2 separate regions of the Hordeum vulgare genome follow, and region 1 is linked to region 2. A link is a contact called in public Hi-C data. All regions are on one chromosome and are shown on one strand. Each heading gives the region's core, a stretch centred on a gene start, on an enhancer-like site or on the middle of the called end of the contact. The rest is flanking DNA. Distances are from core to core; before and after follow the strand shown. Region 1 holds the start of LOC123396714 (transcription factor HEC1-like). Region 2 has its middle 190 kb from the start of LOC123396714.

Region 1 (3,206 bases), core at 626-3,125, 190 kb after region 2:
TGCGGAAAGCACGCGACGGCAGAAGCGGTTGTGCTTGTGCATGCACACCTGACCGACCCCTGCCGGCCGGGATCGTCCATGCATGCATGGACGATCGCATGGTTCACCGTTTACCGTTGCCGCTTGCCAAAGTTTAACTTGCGTGCCTCCGCCCGCTTGCTTCGCGGGCGAGCCACCTAGCGTGCGGTACGGGCGGCGTCCTCTCCGGCCGGCAGCGCCACGGAGCGGTCGTCAAGTAGCTACTTATTACGCACTCGGCACTCCCCTTCCTGCGTGTTCGGCCGGCCGGCGAGCAGAGGTACGTGCGAGGTAGACGGCGGCGTGACGGCATGGGATCAACAATGGCACGGCCCGGCCCTGCATGCACTGGCATTTTCTTGAGGCGGACCTCTACGTACGTACGTACCGCCATTGCCATTGATGCACGGTCAACTTTGTGGACTAGTCAGGTCGATCGGCTGTGGCGTACGTACTACGTGGTACTACCAAATGTAGCGAAAGAGAGAAAGGACGACGGTTCTTGTTCATTCAGATGCATGCATGCATGCACGCCAACGGAATTTTAGGATCACACTGTTGTGCATGGCAAATACTGCATTGATAAGGTGAAAAAGTGTACATCCCTAGGGGTAGTAAGTACACTAGTAGTAGTACGTACGTACGTAGGTAACGCGCATGGACGGGCTTGCGAGTCCAAAAAAAGCTTGGAGCAAACCACGTGCGAGCTAGCTAGCATGCGGTAACAAAACGGCAATAAATGTAACTAGAAGGTTCCTACTACACATCTTTACACACATGCATGCGAATATGCGACCATGCACTACACATCCGCACAGAGCTACAGAAATCATCCGAGGAACTCCAAAAGCGATCGGGGACGACGAGCTGGTGCGCGCGGCGACAGAAACGGGAAGGATTATTGAATCACTATCATGGTAGCTGAAGCGTCGACGGGCCGTGCTGAGTGCTGAGGAGGATGAGCTACCACGGCGCGTGCTGGAGGGCGGGGTAGGCGAAGGCGGCGGCGCGGTGGGCGGCCGCGCCGGTGGCGGCGGCGGCGAGCTCGAGCGACTGCACCTGGGACTTGAGGAACTTGACGTAGTGGATGGCCTCGTCGAGCATGGAGGCGGTGTCCATCTTGGTGCCGCCGGGAACGAGGCGCTGCAGGACGCGGATGCGCTCGCTGATGCGCTCCCGCCGCAGCCTCGCCGCCACGCTCTGCGGGTCCTTGGAGGTCCGCACGTTGCGGCGCTTGGGCGGCCGCACCGCCTCCGGGTCGATGTCCACCGGCTGCAGCGCCGCGATGTGGAAGATCATCTCCCGCATCGCGTCCGACGACGACGGAGACGAGGAGTACCCCTGCGGCGCGCCGGTAGGGCCGTCGAAGACGACGGCGCCCGGAGACACCACGTACTCCTGGTGCACGCCGCCGGTGCCGGCGTCGGCGTACCCCGCCGCGGCGGCCTGGGCATGCATGTCCTGGTGGTAAAAATACCCGGCGTCGGTGGGCGCGCAGGCCGTGGACACGTGCGGCGGAGGCGAGAGGCTGTGCGAAGGGGTCTGCGCGGGCGATATCGGCGGCGACGCCTCCGCCATCATCAGCGACTGGTCGTTGAGCGCCTGCTCCAGCTGAAGCATGGTGTTCATCAGCGCGAGCTGCGCCTCCGGGCTGGAGCTCATCAGCAGGTCAAAGTCCATGGATGATGGCTCAAACGATCGAGAGCTTGCTCTCAGTGAGACGTGTATGTGTTCTTGCTGCTGCAAAGGACTGGACTAGGAGCTCGCTCGAGCTTGCTGGCTGTTTGAGGAAGGTTTTGCTGGGTGTGCTGTTGCCAAACCGCAAGTGGAGGCGCCTATTTATAGGCAGAGGAGCTGAGGAGGAGGCCGGAGCCGGGACGACGGTAGGGCCGTCGCCATTTGGAGCCGACTGGCTGGGATAAATGTGATGCTGCTTCCTCTGTAGCATCAGCACACACTAGCAGCTAGCTAGCGATCTCTTCTCCTCAATTATTCCCCCCTTTTCTTCATTTTATTAAATTTCTGTATGTATATACTCCCTTTCTTTTGCCTTGCTGCTCCTTCCCGGAAGCTGGAATTGCACTCCCGTGCGCTGCGCGAACGTATAGATAAACCTTCGCTTTCGTCGAGAAGGACGTCTCTATAAAATGTCTCACAGAACACGGATCAGCCGAAATCACCAGAATTAAGAATGCCGACGACTGCTTTAACTTGGGCATCGAATTAAGCTTTTTTCTCACCTGATTTGGTTAGCGGCGCGCGAGGGTCGGTCCATGAACGCCGGCCTGACACGTGGATGGGCGATCGCTTTTGCTGTCCACGTATCGGTCAGTGGAGTGGCTGGCTTCGAAAAGGGCAAACATGCACCGGGGCATACCAGCATATCGCGCTCCACGTCGGACTGATGAAGCTTGCGTGCGAATGCGATGAACCGCGCGCCCCGCGGTCTTTTTTCTCTACGATCACGCGGAACGTGATCTGGTTGATTCACAAGATAAACGGACGAGATTCAGAAATACTCCCTCCGTTTCAAAATATAAGACCTTTTAGAGAATACACTAGGAGACTACATACGAATTAAAATGAGTGAATCTATATTCTAAAATATGTTTATGTACATTCGTATGTAGTTCATAGTGTAATATCTAAAACGTTTTATATTTAGGAACGGAGGGAGTACTAGTCAGTATTTTATTTTATTTCGCGGAGAACTAGTCGGTATTTTAGTTATCACCATATTTTTTTTATTCTTCCAAGAACTGGTCGTCGATTATATATGTTATAAAATAAATACCGGTGCAAAAAGTACAGTGTTAAAAAATAGTTATTATATATTTTTTGTTTTTATTTACTCCGTATATTAGATATGTATAAAGTTAAACCTTAAATACCCTCAACAAGTTTGTATAAATATACTCCCTCCGTTTCAAAATAATTGTCTTAACTTTGTACTAGCTTTAGTATAAAGTTGTATTTAGCTTAAGACACTTATTTTAGGATGGAGGGAGTATATTATAGTAACATGTACACCATCAAATTAATACTATTGGATTCATCATGATATATATCTTCACATCATATAAATTTATTACTGTTAATGTTCATATTGTTTTTTACAAGCTTGATCAAATTTTACAAAGTTTACTTTCAGTCAAAATCAATATGCGGAGTATACAACAACCTTGCAT
Region 2 (3,627 bases), core at 1,117-3,616:
CACAAAGCATTCCTCTGGTGTCAGTGAGTTATATGATCTCATGGTCATAGGAACAAATACTTGACACGCAGAAAACAGTAGCAACAAAATGACACGATCAACATGCTACGTCTATTAGTTTGGGTCTAGTCCATCACATGATTCTCCTAATGATGTGATCCCGTTATCAAGTGACAACACTTTCCTATGGTCAGGAAACCTTGACCATCTTTGATCAACGAGCTAGTCAAATAGAGGCTTACTAGGGACAGTGTTTTGTCTATGTATCCACACATGCACTGTGTTTCCAATCAGTACAATTATAGCATGGATAATAAACGATTATCATGAACAAAGAAATATAATAATAACTAATTTACTATTGTCTCTAGGGCATATTTCCAACAGAGGCATGGCGGTGGCGTGGAGGCGAGGCTCTCGGGGTTTGGGGGTAAACGGGGTGCGGGAGCCTCGGGCTTTATAGCCGTGGGGTTAGGGGCGCTGGGAGGAAGGGAATCGAGGGGATCCGGTGAGGTGCGTGGCTGGCTCCGGCGGATGGAAGTGCGGAGGGAGGAAAAAGGAAGGTGAGCGCGCATGGGAGGGGTCGGACGGTGGGGTCCATCAGTCAGCGGGAGAGGGAGGCGCGACCCGGGTCGGTCGGCCGATCCGAAAGGGCAGCGAATCCGCTTGAGAGATTCGGTCCAATTCTTTCCAAATGGGGTGCACGGCGATTTCCTTTAGAAACATTTTTCCTTTTATTTGCAAATAGGAAACTAAAACATAAAAAGGAAAATAAAGATAACTCCAAATATTGGAGTATTATAAATATAAATTATCAGAAAAATAAAATCATTAAGATGAACATTTTTCTACGGCCAAAATAAATTCTTCAAAAAAATGTTTTGTAGAAAATTGTCTAAATGATTTGATTCCTTTTACAAATATTTTTTAAATGACCCCCTAAGTTTTAGGCTTCAAATACTTCCCAAAATGCCCCTAGTTTGGAAGGTCATGTTCATCCTCTCAAAATTTTAATATTTGAAGTCATTTAAACTTTTAAAATAGAGCCAAAATGAAATGAATTCCAAAAAGAAAAGTTTTAGTAGTTTTCAAATCCAAAACATTCAAATCCTTTATTATGTAGATGTCATGTCATCTCCTCTCAATGGTTTGAATTGGATGAAATTGGATTCATAAGAAAATGGGAAAGTCATTTTAATCCCTCTTATTCAAAAGTTTCAAAATTTTCAAATTTCACTGAATTTCAAACAATCATTCAAACAATCAATCAATTTAGTAATTATTATAACATACAAAATTTGGGATGTTACAATATTTGATGAACTTTTAAAAAAAACTGATTAACTATTTTTAAATTTATGAACCTTTTTCAGAATCAATGATTGTTTTCCAAATTTGAAGAACTTTTTTTTCAAAGTAGATGAAAATTTTCCGAATTCTTTGAACATTTTTTGAATTTGTTGAACTTTTCCCAAAAACCGATGAACATTTTTTCGAATTTGATGAACATTTTTTCAAATCAATAATTTTTCTTTTTAAATTTGGAACGAATGTTTTTTCAATTGATGAACTTTTTTCGCATTTGATATTTTTTTTTTAAAATCTATGAATTTATGTTCAAATTTGGGATGACCTTTTATTAAACCGATGATTTTTTTCGATATTAATGAAAATTTTCAAATCAATGAATTTTTATTCAAATTTGGGATGAACTTATATTAAATCGATGAACTTTTTTCAAAATCAATGAACTTTTTTAAAATTCAGTAACTTCTTTAAATTCATGAATTTTTTAAAAAATTGATGAACTTTTTTTTGAATTTGATGAACTTTATTTCAAATCATTTTTTTGCTAAATTTGGGATGATTTGTTTTTCAATCGATGAATTTTTTTCAAATTTTATAAACCTTTGTAAAATCATTTTTTTTCAAATTAGGGCTGTACTTTTTTTAAATCGATGAACTTTTTTGGGAATTAATGAACTTTTTTTCAGACCCATGAATTTTTATTCAAATTTGGGATGAACTTCTTTTAAATCGATGAACTTTTTTCAAAATGCATTAACTTTTTTTAAATTCAGGGATTTTTTTATTTCGTGAACTTTGTTAGAAAATTAATGATTTTTTTTAGGAATTTATCAACTTTCGTTGAATCTGATGAATTTTTTTGATTTTTGCGATCTTTTGTTGTTGTTGAATTTTTGCAGCAAAAGTCAACTCATGAACCGGCTGGGGAACCTGGTCTACTTCGCCAGAAAACCATGAACGACGCCCAAGCAAACGAATAAAGAGACCTTAGCGAACGAGCACACACGCATTTAATGGGCCACGTCCCGTTTAGCATGCGCGTGAGCGCCAACCTCGCTAGTTGGCGCTGAAGGCGCTGACTAGGAGTCAGCCATAGGCATACCCTTTGTCGCAAGGAGCACTGTCTATATGAAATCACTAGTTAAGGATCACCTATTGTAAAGCTCACTCCTTTCTTAGGGGCTAGCAGGTGGCCCAAAGCTTGTACATCACTTATGGCAATCTAAGAGTTTTTTCCCCATCGTTTTGTTTATTTAAAATGTTTAATCTCTTCAACCGTGCATCTAAATCCCGGACTGTTTCACCACTGAATTTATCGCATCGAGATCTTCAAAAGTAGATCTCGCGTCAATAGGTTTCAATAATTTTTTTCATGATTTGTTTTTTGTAAAAACAAGAAAATAATAAAAAAAATACTAAAATGGAATACAAAAATTAAAACCGACAAAAAATGGAAAAAAATGTATGAGAAAAACTGAAACAAAAAACCTCTAGCTGAAAGCATGTTCTTTTATCTTTTTCTTTTCGAGAAGCACAGTTGTGCATCATGTGGAAGCAAATTTAAACCTCCACAAGAAGAAAATCTATACTTCCTGTGAAAGCAAATAGTTTTTTTTCTTTTCAAGAAGCACGGATCACTAAAGTAAAGGTATGCATACACGAGAAGGAAATCTATGTTTCTTGTGTAAGCATTTTTTTAAAATCACATTTGTACTTCTAGTGATGGCAAATATGTGCCTCCGCTAGAAGCAAGTATGTTTTTTCATGGAAGTACATTTTCTTTTGCTTTTTAAGAATCATAGTTGTGCTTCTCACGAAAGAAACTACGCCTCTGCGAGAAGCAAATTTATGCTTCTCATCGATGCAGACGTTTTTTTTCTTTCTTAAAAGCATAATTGTGTTTTTCCCACAAGCAATTCCTCATTGAAAAGCAAATTTGTGCTTCTTATGAAAGCACGAATGCTTTTCCTTTTTTGGAGAAGTACACCTACTTCTTGCAGAGAAACAAAAATGTGTCTTCACGAGAAGGAAATATGCGCCTTTACAAGGAGTAAATATGCATTTCAAATAAAAGCACAAATATTTTTCTTGCACAAAAAATTGTGAATTATTTTTCCTTCAAAATCTAGGGAAAACCCCAAAGCCAAAAAGAATAAATAAACATCTAAAACCTGAAAACGCGGCATAAAAATAAATACAAGGAAAACACCCAACACACAGCATATGACGGCGACTAGACACATCACTTTGACTTGCTCCCATGGCACCCAAATGACTTTTGAAGGCCCCCCTTAAGGGATAACCAAGAGTTAGTTGCTT

What was found. A called contact is a pair of places that touch in the nucleus more often than the background predicts.
Region 1: a contact with region 2 is called in a Hi-C map of an unstated tissue, with 9 times the contacts expected there. The contact joins the promoter of LOC123396714 here to the enhancer-like site in region 2. A contact is called at or near these places in 3 of 6 Hi-C or Micro-C datasets (leaf, seedling and an unstated tissue).

What each region holds. Positions count from the first base shown.
Region 1 is chr5H:459,267,135-459,270,340 of MorexV3_pseudomolecules_assembly, forward strand. LOC123396714 (transcription factor HEC1-like) reads right to left here and starts at 1,876. Exons shown (of 1, transcript XM_045091567.1): 1 at 580-1,876. The coding sequence starts at 1,698. The coding sequence ends at 982.
Region 2 is chr5H:459,080,450-459,084,076 of MorexV3_pseudomolecules_assembly, forward strand. No RefSeq gene overlaps it. Among protein-coding and RNA genes, the nearest start is that of LOC123396714, 190 kb to the right of the region's middle. Within about 2 kb of position 2,367, at least 1 of the 3 cell types and tissues checked has open chromatin away from gene starts, as enhancers often do.